2 separate regions of the Mus musculus genome follow, and region 2 is linked to region 1. The links are chromatin contacts, called in public HiChIP or PLAC-seq maps. All regions are on one chromosome and are shown on one strand. Each heading gives the region's core, a stretch centred on a gene start, on an enhancer-like site or on the middle of the called end of the contact. The rest is flanking DNA. Distances are from core to core; before and after follow the strand shown.

Region 1 (4,153 bases), core at 1,642-4,141:
ATCTTAAGGTTAACCATATCTTTCTTTTGACACCTCTAGATTTCCATTAAACCAAAGAGGTGATTCCAAAATTTGTTATATTTTCTGCAATAGAATCTTCATATTTTAAATATCTATTTCTTTGCTTAGACTACCTCTGTCCACTCATTAAGAACATATTTTAAAATATGTTAAATATATATCTATATATATTCATGTATACCACACACACATACATACACACACATACATGCCTGCATACCCGTTGCCTGCTACATCAATATCTACATCATCTCAGAAATTAGTTCTTATCAACTGCTTTAGCTGACCAGAGTCTACAGTTCTCAACTTCCTAGCATTTGTAAGAGTTTTTTTAATTATTGAAGAAGGCCTTTGGCAATTGGTATTGCATTTTTTTTTAATTGCTGCTGTGCTTCGTGAGTATTAAATTTTGAGTTAAACAGTTATTAGACTGCTCCCTTAGATATACGGGGGTGGGGTGGGGGGTTGCTTTAGATTTTCGTTAAGGTTGGACTTCCTAAGTACCCCCAAGTTCTAGAAACTTGTCAGGAATCAATTTACAAATACTTTGTCCCCTGAAGATTTTTGTTTGTTTGTTTGTTTGTTTGTTTTCGAGACAGGGTTTCTCTGTGTAGCCCTCCCTGGCTGTCCTGGAACTCACTTTGTAGACCAGGCTGGTCTCGAACTCAGAAATCCGCCTGCCTCTGCCTCCCAAGTGCTGTGGGATTAAAGGCGTGCGCCATCACCGCCCAGCTCCCCTGAAGATTTTTATCTGGACATGATTTTTACTCCTTTTGGGATAAATCCAGGACAGACTTTAGACTGGGATGTAGCTCTTAATACCGACATGTAATTTTGGGGTATCTCTGTCAGTTCCTGGCAAGTTAATGAGGTATTAGGGTGTAGGTGAGACTGAAATTTCAATGACCCTCAACACTTGTTTTACCTCTTGTGAGTTTTTTTTTTCCCCCTAAGACAGTGAGCCTCTGTTAAGCTTTAGAATGTATGACGCTGTATAGATACACCGTGTAACTTACAATTCTCTGTAGGGGAATCTGCATATACCTGCATCATATTATCTGCCTTTCTGGGCTCCCTTTCCTGGTCTTGATAGGAACCCATCATCTATTGGTTTTGGTTGTTGCTGTTGTTTTAATAACAAAACCAAATAGGTTTATAGACATTACTCAGTTGGTAGAATACTTTTCTAATGTGCTCAAAGCTGTGGGATCAATCCCAGCACCCCCTAAACTGGCTATGGTGATTCATTCCTATAATCTCAGCACCCAGTAGGTTGAGAGTGGAGACATTCAAGGTCAACATTGATGTATAGCAAGTTTGAGGCCAGCCTGGGCTACATAAGACCTTGACTCACAACATCACTACCAACAACAAAACTATACCCTTGGCCTCTGAAGCTTAGAAGTTGAAATGTCTTCTCACAAATGTGCTTACACATAGCTCTACAATATTCTGTCTAGTGTTGGAGAGGTTTAGGAAGAAACGGCTAAAATGACATTGATTAATCTTCCATTGGAAAAGCTCAACTTCAAAAGGTTTATTAAGAAAATTTGCAGCTATATTTTGATATGATAGAAATTTATAGTCTGTGCTGGTGAGTTTTGGGGGACCTTGACAGAATATAGAGCCATCTGGGAAGAGAGAACCTCAGTTGAGATAATGCCTCTAACAGATTGGCTTACTGTGGGCAAGACTGTGGGGGCATTTTCTTGATTAATGATTGAGAACATAGGAGAGTCCAGCCCACTGTTGGGGTACCACTCCTGGGAAGGTAGTTCAGGGTGAAGGGTTAATGACCTAAAACAAAAAGCGTCAGGTGAGCAGAGAAACTCCCAACTCAGCGTATGGCTGAGAATACCTACCTGACAAAAATGTCAACCTAGTAATAAGAACATCTGTAAACAGTTAGGATCTGGGAAACCCCTAAGATGAAAGACAACATGTCATAAGACCCTCTGTTGACATTTACTGCCAAGACTGTAAGGAAGAGATCTGATTGACTTTTTCATGCCAAGTGTTCCCTTTTTTGCCCTATAAAACACTCAAGCCCATTGCATCCCAGCCCAGCCTCCATTCCCATGGAGAGAATTCTGCCCTGCATATTCTAATAAAGCACAATTCTGGTCTTCCCTTTGATGTTCACACCCTGATCTAGCATTGGGTTGGATGAGAGACCAAGCTGAGCAAACCACGAGGAGCAAGCCAGTAAGCAGCACTCCTCCATGATCTCAGCATTAGCTCCGGCCTCTGGGTTCTTGCATTGAGTTCCTGGCCTGACTTGCCTTCATGAAGGACCGAAAATGCTGAAGATACAATACGCTTGTTCCTCCACAAGTTGCTTTTGGTCCTGATGCTCACATCAGGAGAGAGCAAATTAAAACCCAATCTATCATAACTGTGCATATCTGTAGCGTGCAATCTGGGAAGTCCTAATCATGAATTTGAGAGCATGCATGCAAGAGTATGAACTCAAAGGTATTATCTCGGTCAGCATCACAGACATTTCCAAGATTTCCAGGGCTAACCTGTATCTCTTTGTAATGCTGCCCTCTGTCCCAAACTGATCTGTTTGCTATGGCTATAGATTAGTTTGATTTCTAGATTTAATATAGTAGGCCATGTCTCTCTTTTTTTTTTATTACCTAATTCTTTTCCGTACAGATGTTGCATTAGCAGTTTGTAACATTTTGATTTTTTTTTAGTCCAATTCCCTTGTGTTGTTCATAGAACAATTTCTTTCTCCATCGCCACACCAAATCCTTTGATTTACTTCTAGTCTTCTCATTTTAAAAAATGAAAACAGACAGTAGGACTCAAGCCTACAGTTTCTGTACTTGAGAGTCTGAGGCAGGAGAATTGGCATTAGTTCAAGGTCAGCCTGGGTTACAGAGTGAATTCCAGAGCAGCTGAGCTACTGAGAGAGGTGCTGTCTCCAAAACAAAACAAAACAAACAACCCCACACCAAATCTGCTATTGAGTTTTATGCACAAAAGTGTGTCCATGTGCTTTTGTTAGTTTTTGGTAAATGTACCAACTATGTAATAGATAGGAGATTGTATAGTTAATTTTTAAAGAAACAGTTGAACTTGGAAATAAGTTTTGATGTGTTATATTTATTTTCATCTTCAAATCGTTTCAAAATTCCATTTGTCTTATGAAACCAGTATGCTTATTTATTTACTAGCACTTGGAATTTTTCTACTTAGCTTTCTGTTTTCAGGATCTTTCTTTCTTTCTTCCTTTCTTCCTTTCTTCCTTTCTTCCTTCCTTCCTTCCTTCCTTCCTTCCTTCCTTCCTTCCTTCCTTCCTTCCTTCCTTCCTTTCTCTCTCTCTCTCTCTCTTTCTTTCTTTCTCAACTTCAACAACAGGAATACTTCTTTTGATTTTTAATCCCTTCATCATTTCAAAATTGTAGTTTTTACCACCTGCTTTGCCCAGAAATTTATTTCACTAAATAGTTAATGTGGCATGACAACCATATTCACCCTACACTTAACCATATAACACTCTAGATGTACTAACCCAGGCTTGTTTTCTCAAACTTCTACAACTTAATAATGTTACAAATGTTCTTTGCCTATTTATCTGTAAGTTACTGAAAACAAGTTCTTACAATTTCCACTGGGAATTTAGGTGTCTGTTTCTTTTTACGTCTGTAATGTTTTCTTTATGAGTTTTGAAGTTGTGGGTGTGTTTGCTTTGAGACAGGGTCTCACTACTTAGCTTTGGCTAACCCAGAATTCATTGTGTAGATCAGGTTGGCTCTTACAGAGATCCTCCTGCCTCTACTAATCAAATGCTATGATTGAACGTTTGTGGCACCATGCCTGGCTAAAACTGTATTTAAAATCATTTGTTTGTTTCTTTAAGAATACTCAAAATTTTAAAAAATATTTATTTACTTTTATTTCACATGCATTGGTGTTTTGCCTGCATATATGTCTTTGTGAGGGTGTTGGATCCCCTGGAACTGAAATTACACATAGTTTTGAGCTGCCATGTGGGTGCTGGGAACTGAACTTGGGTCCTCAGAGAGAGCAACCAGTGATCTTAACCGCTGAGTCATTGCTTCAGCCCCTAAAACTGTATTCGTAAGGGTATAAGATGTATGATTCTTTCCTTTAGGTTTGA
Region 2 (4,027 bases), core at 1,280-3,779, 160 kb before region 1:
GGATACATAGTATACTATCATCTGTAGCCCTGGGACTGGAGGCAGGGAAGTCAGATTAGCAGAATCAAGGAGCACAAGGGCAATGAGAAACACTGTTTTGAAAAATAAGGTGGAGGGCTAGGGAGATGGCACCATGGATAAAATCCTGCCAGCATGAAGACAGGAGGTGGGATTGCCACTAAGCACATGAGAGTGGCTGGATATGTCCGTGTGTCTGCAATCCTAGTACTCAGAGGGCAGTGATAGGGATAGCCGGACAGCTGGATTCCAAAGTTCAGGTTCAGCAAGAGACCCTGTCTCAGAAAGGAGAGACACGGCAGAGGACATCTGATATCAAACTAGCCTTTGGGGCTTCATGTGCATTTACGCACACATGCTCCCTTATACATGCTAACACACACACACACACACACACACACACACACACACACACACACACACAAACACACAGCACACTCAGTCCATACACAGACTAAATAAGGTGGAGAGGAACTGGGGACGAGAGTTTATGGTAACCTCTGGTTCCCACATGCATGTAAACAAACACATGCATCAACATAAACATACACACAAAGGGCACTAATATGTTCCTTAGTGAATGAGGGTGCTGGTGATGGGGTGTGCACATATGTGTGCACAGGCATGTGCACATGTGCTCTAAGTTTTCAGAGGACAGCTTGCTTGAGTCAGTTCTCTCCTTCCAGGAACAGACCTCAGGTCATCAGGTCCCACAGCAAGCGCCTTTCCTGGCTAAGCTATCTCACCAGTCCAAAACACGGGACTGAATGGACCGTGAAAATCACACTACCAACATCCCTTTCTCACAGAGAACAATAATCGCACAAATGAAATAATAAATGATGTACAAGTGCCAAGGGCACTGACTCTGTCAGAGCAAGCATCCAATAGCTGTTTGTTTAAAAAAAAAAGCTTAGAGAAGAAATTTGCTGGGTTGAAGATTAAAGAGGGCTGGAGTCTGAACAGAGACTTGCAGAGATGGAGAGGAACTGCTTACGGGAGCATCTATCTCAGAAGTGATTCCAGACACCGAGGCATGACTCCCACCGCAAGTAATTCATAAGATCTGTCAAAAGACATTTTTTTCCTCTATTGTTTACAAAAGGGAATAAGTATCAAATCTGGGGGACATTCTCGAGGCATTTGTCACCAGAAACTAAATATTAAGCTATGCTGGGAGAAAAGCCGTGCAGAACAGAAAGGGAAAGAATTAATTAATAGGCTCTCTCTCTCTCTCTCTCTCTCTCTCTCTCTCTCTCTCGCCCCTGTCCACGGTCAAAAATTCTCTCTCAACCGGTTTGAGATGTTCTCTCTCTCTCTCTCTCTCTCTCTCTCTCTCTCTCTCTCTCTCTCTCTCTTCCCCAAACAAATGGGTATGAGGAGCCTCTAGCATCCAAGTCAGGAAATAAGTTAAAAAAAACATGTAAAAGGAATTTTGGTCTCCATTCTCCTGGCACCGTTGAGAACGTATCTGTGAAACTCTCTGGAAGGCAGAGTGCATCTCAATGAGCTTGCTGCATGTACAGCAGTCTGTCTCATTGGGAAGACAATTATATAAAGTTTATTCAGGATGATTTTTTTTTTTTAACTTTAGTACTCAAAGGAGCTGCATTTTCCATTGAGAGCTGACGAAAAGCATGGTATGGGGAAAACTCCGGTGAGACCCTCCCTGGCTGGTATACGTCAACACCGATAGCAAATGGTGGTCTGGTCATGTGATTCATCCCCCAGCACATACAAATATAGAACATGACCATAAATAGTAACGGACTGTGCCCTGGCTAGCTAATTTATGACGGCGGATCCAGATCGGAATGCCAGCTGGAACTCCCTTCTCCTCGTTGGCAGGGTTCACAGACACAGGGTTGTAAGAAGATGGAAGCTCTGTCCAGAGAGGACCACTTCAGTTATGGCTTGCTGAAGCAGGAGCCAAGAAGCAGATCTGAAGAAATGGCTCTTCCAGGGCAGCTAAGCTTTGGTGAATGAGTCAGCAACTTCTTTTTAAAATCTGATTTTTTTGATTCAGGTCTTAAGAGAGTGGTCTTGTAACCTTCCCGATTTATTTATTTATTTATTTATTTATTTATTTTTAAATCGGGTCTACGATGGCCCGCAAGAGGCCATTTCTTTTTTTTTTTTTCTTCTTCTTCTTCTTCTTCAGTAAAGAATGGTAAATAGCTGATAATTATTTTATAAAGAATTCAAAGTTATCTTGACATCAAACAAACAAAAAGGGTAACGAAAAATCATCTTAGTCAAATAAATGCAGTTTTATCCCTTGGTTGGCCTTTATCACCAACTGCGGTCTGAAATTCTAACAAACTTGGAGTGAGATAGTTGAAACAAAGGAAAACCTCTTTCTCCCTGAACCCTTCACCCCTCAGATAATCGCCCAGATCCGCAGTTTGTGCTAATCACCTCACTTCCTTTGGACAGCCGTTCTTTATCTGATTCAGGTCTTACACAAAGGCAGATGAGCTCATGCCGCCTTATCAGATCGAAAACAACAACAAAGCCACCCTGAGTGACAGTTCAGCAGGACAGGATCTTAGCAAATCCTCTCTGCCTCCACAGCCCTGAGCTTCCAAATAGCTATAAAGCTACCAGTCCCAGTCAGCGCTCACAGCTCGTCACCACTTTATGCTGCTAAAGCAAACAGTCTGGGTAGAGACTGTCAGCACCTGCTCGCTTTTGGATCAGCCTCCTCCCCGCATCCTGATAAGCCAGCGATTAGCTTTCCTGTTGGGATTCAGTCCTGCCTGCTTAGCTTCGGGCTGTCAACTCCAGCAGACCCTGATGCTATCACACAACCGACATGTCTCTTTTCCTTCTAGGGCGTTTTAGTCTTCGTTCGCCCGCATCTCTAGCCAATGTGGGCGGCAGCCTTCAATCATGAGCCCCTGTGCAATTGTTTAGGTCCTTTTCACGCCGTGTGCAGCAAAACTAATAGGAAAAGCAAAGTCAACCTTTCCTTTCCTTATTTCTCTGTCTACAACATGGAACACTACCCATAAGGCTATTGGTTACAAAACCCAAGCTGCTAAGCCAGGCACAGTGATGCATGCCTGTAATCCCAGCACTGGGGAGGCCGAGGCAGGAGAATTGCCATGACTTAGAAGTTAAGCTGGTATATATAGTGAGTACCAGGGCAGCCGAGAATACACTGCAAGAAACTTGGTTCAAACGAAACCAAAACCAAATATTACCCAGCCTTCTATCAGGAAGACAAATTTTTGACCTGTTGTATATATATATATTATTTAGCTTTAGTTTGCATGTTTCTACAGAAATTAAAGCATGCGTTACTGCCCTCGGGTGCCTTTGAGTTGGTCACACAGGGAATGCATTCATGAAGTGAGCATCTTGTGTCAATTTGAAAAGGAGCCACTGGTTAGATTCTGAGTAGCTACACCTCAGAGTGGTCCATCCAGGCCACACTATGAAATGAAGACAATTGAGCAGGATAGCGCAGAGAAGATACGGACAGGGTTTTACATTTAAAATTTTTTTCTTACAGTTTTTCTTTTCTTTTTTTTTTTTAAAAAATGTTTTCAAAATAAATGTAAAAATTATGTATTTAGAAGTCCATTAAAATATGGGCTGACAGACAGCTAATTTGGTTAAGTGCCTGACATGTACTACTTCGGCATTATGAAATATTGAGCAATTATGTGACTTCTCATGGCCCCGGTGAACCACGGGCAAATGAGGCTGGACTCAACTACATGGTGTGAAAGGAGCTAGGAAGTGTTTGTATAGAAACAGCTCTACAAGAGTAGCTGGTCTCAGACACACACCCAGGCCCCCTAGCACCCCACCCCTTACCCCCTAACCCCCCAGCCCCCCATTTCCCCACACCCCCATCACCCCACTCCCCTACCCCCTCCCAGCACTCAGGAAGCAGTCAGCTATGGTGCTGTGTACCTGTTGTCACAGTGTTGGGGGCTAGACAGCCTGCCTAGCATGATCACTGAGACATGCCCCCTGTCCCCCCTTCTCCCTTCTCCCC

The links. HiChIP or PLAC-seq counts read pairs in DNA pulled down with a chosen protein or histone mark.
Region 2: an H3K27ac HiChIP or PLAC-seq map of heart atrium shows a contact between it and region 1, with 6 read pairs. The contact joins two enhancer-like sites. A contact is called at or near these places in 2 of 39 promoter capture datasets (cranial neural crest and hippocampal neurons), 6 of 484 Hi-C or Micro-C datasets (forebrain, muscle stem cells, nephron progenitors and 1 more), 7 of 115 datasets of contacts at active chromatin or transcription factors (the HPC-7 cell line, embryonic forebrain, embryonic midbrain and 4 more) and 2 of 9 other capture datasets (embryonic stem cells and liver).

The regions. Positions count from the first base shown.
Region 1 is chr13:46,406,094-46,410,246 of GRCm38.p6, reverse strand. No RefSeq gene overlaps it. Among named protein-coding and RNA genes, the nearest start is that of Rbm24, 10 kb to the left of the region's middle. Within about 2 kb of position 2,891, at least 7 of the 459 cell types and tissues checked have an H3K27ac peak or open chromatin away from gene starts, as enhancers often do. A contact at or near this core is called in heart atrium, where this site is marked.
Region 2 is chr13:46,569,958-46,573,984 of GRCm38.p6, reverse strand. The region is part of intron 4 of Cap2 (CAP, adenylate cyclase-associated protein, 2 (yeast)); the gene reads right to left. Among named protein-coding and RNA genes, the nearest start is that of Cap2, 70 kb to the right of the region's middle. RefSeq lists an enhancer at 1-2,665. Within about 2 kb of position 2,529, at least 122 of the 459 cell types and tissues checked have an H3K27ac peak or open chromatin away from gene starts, as enhancers often do. A contact at or near this core is called in heart atrium, where this site is marked.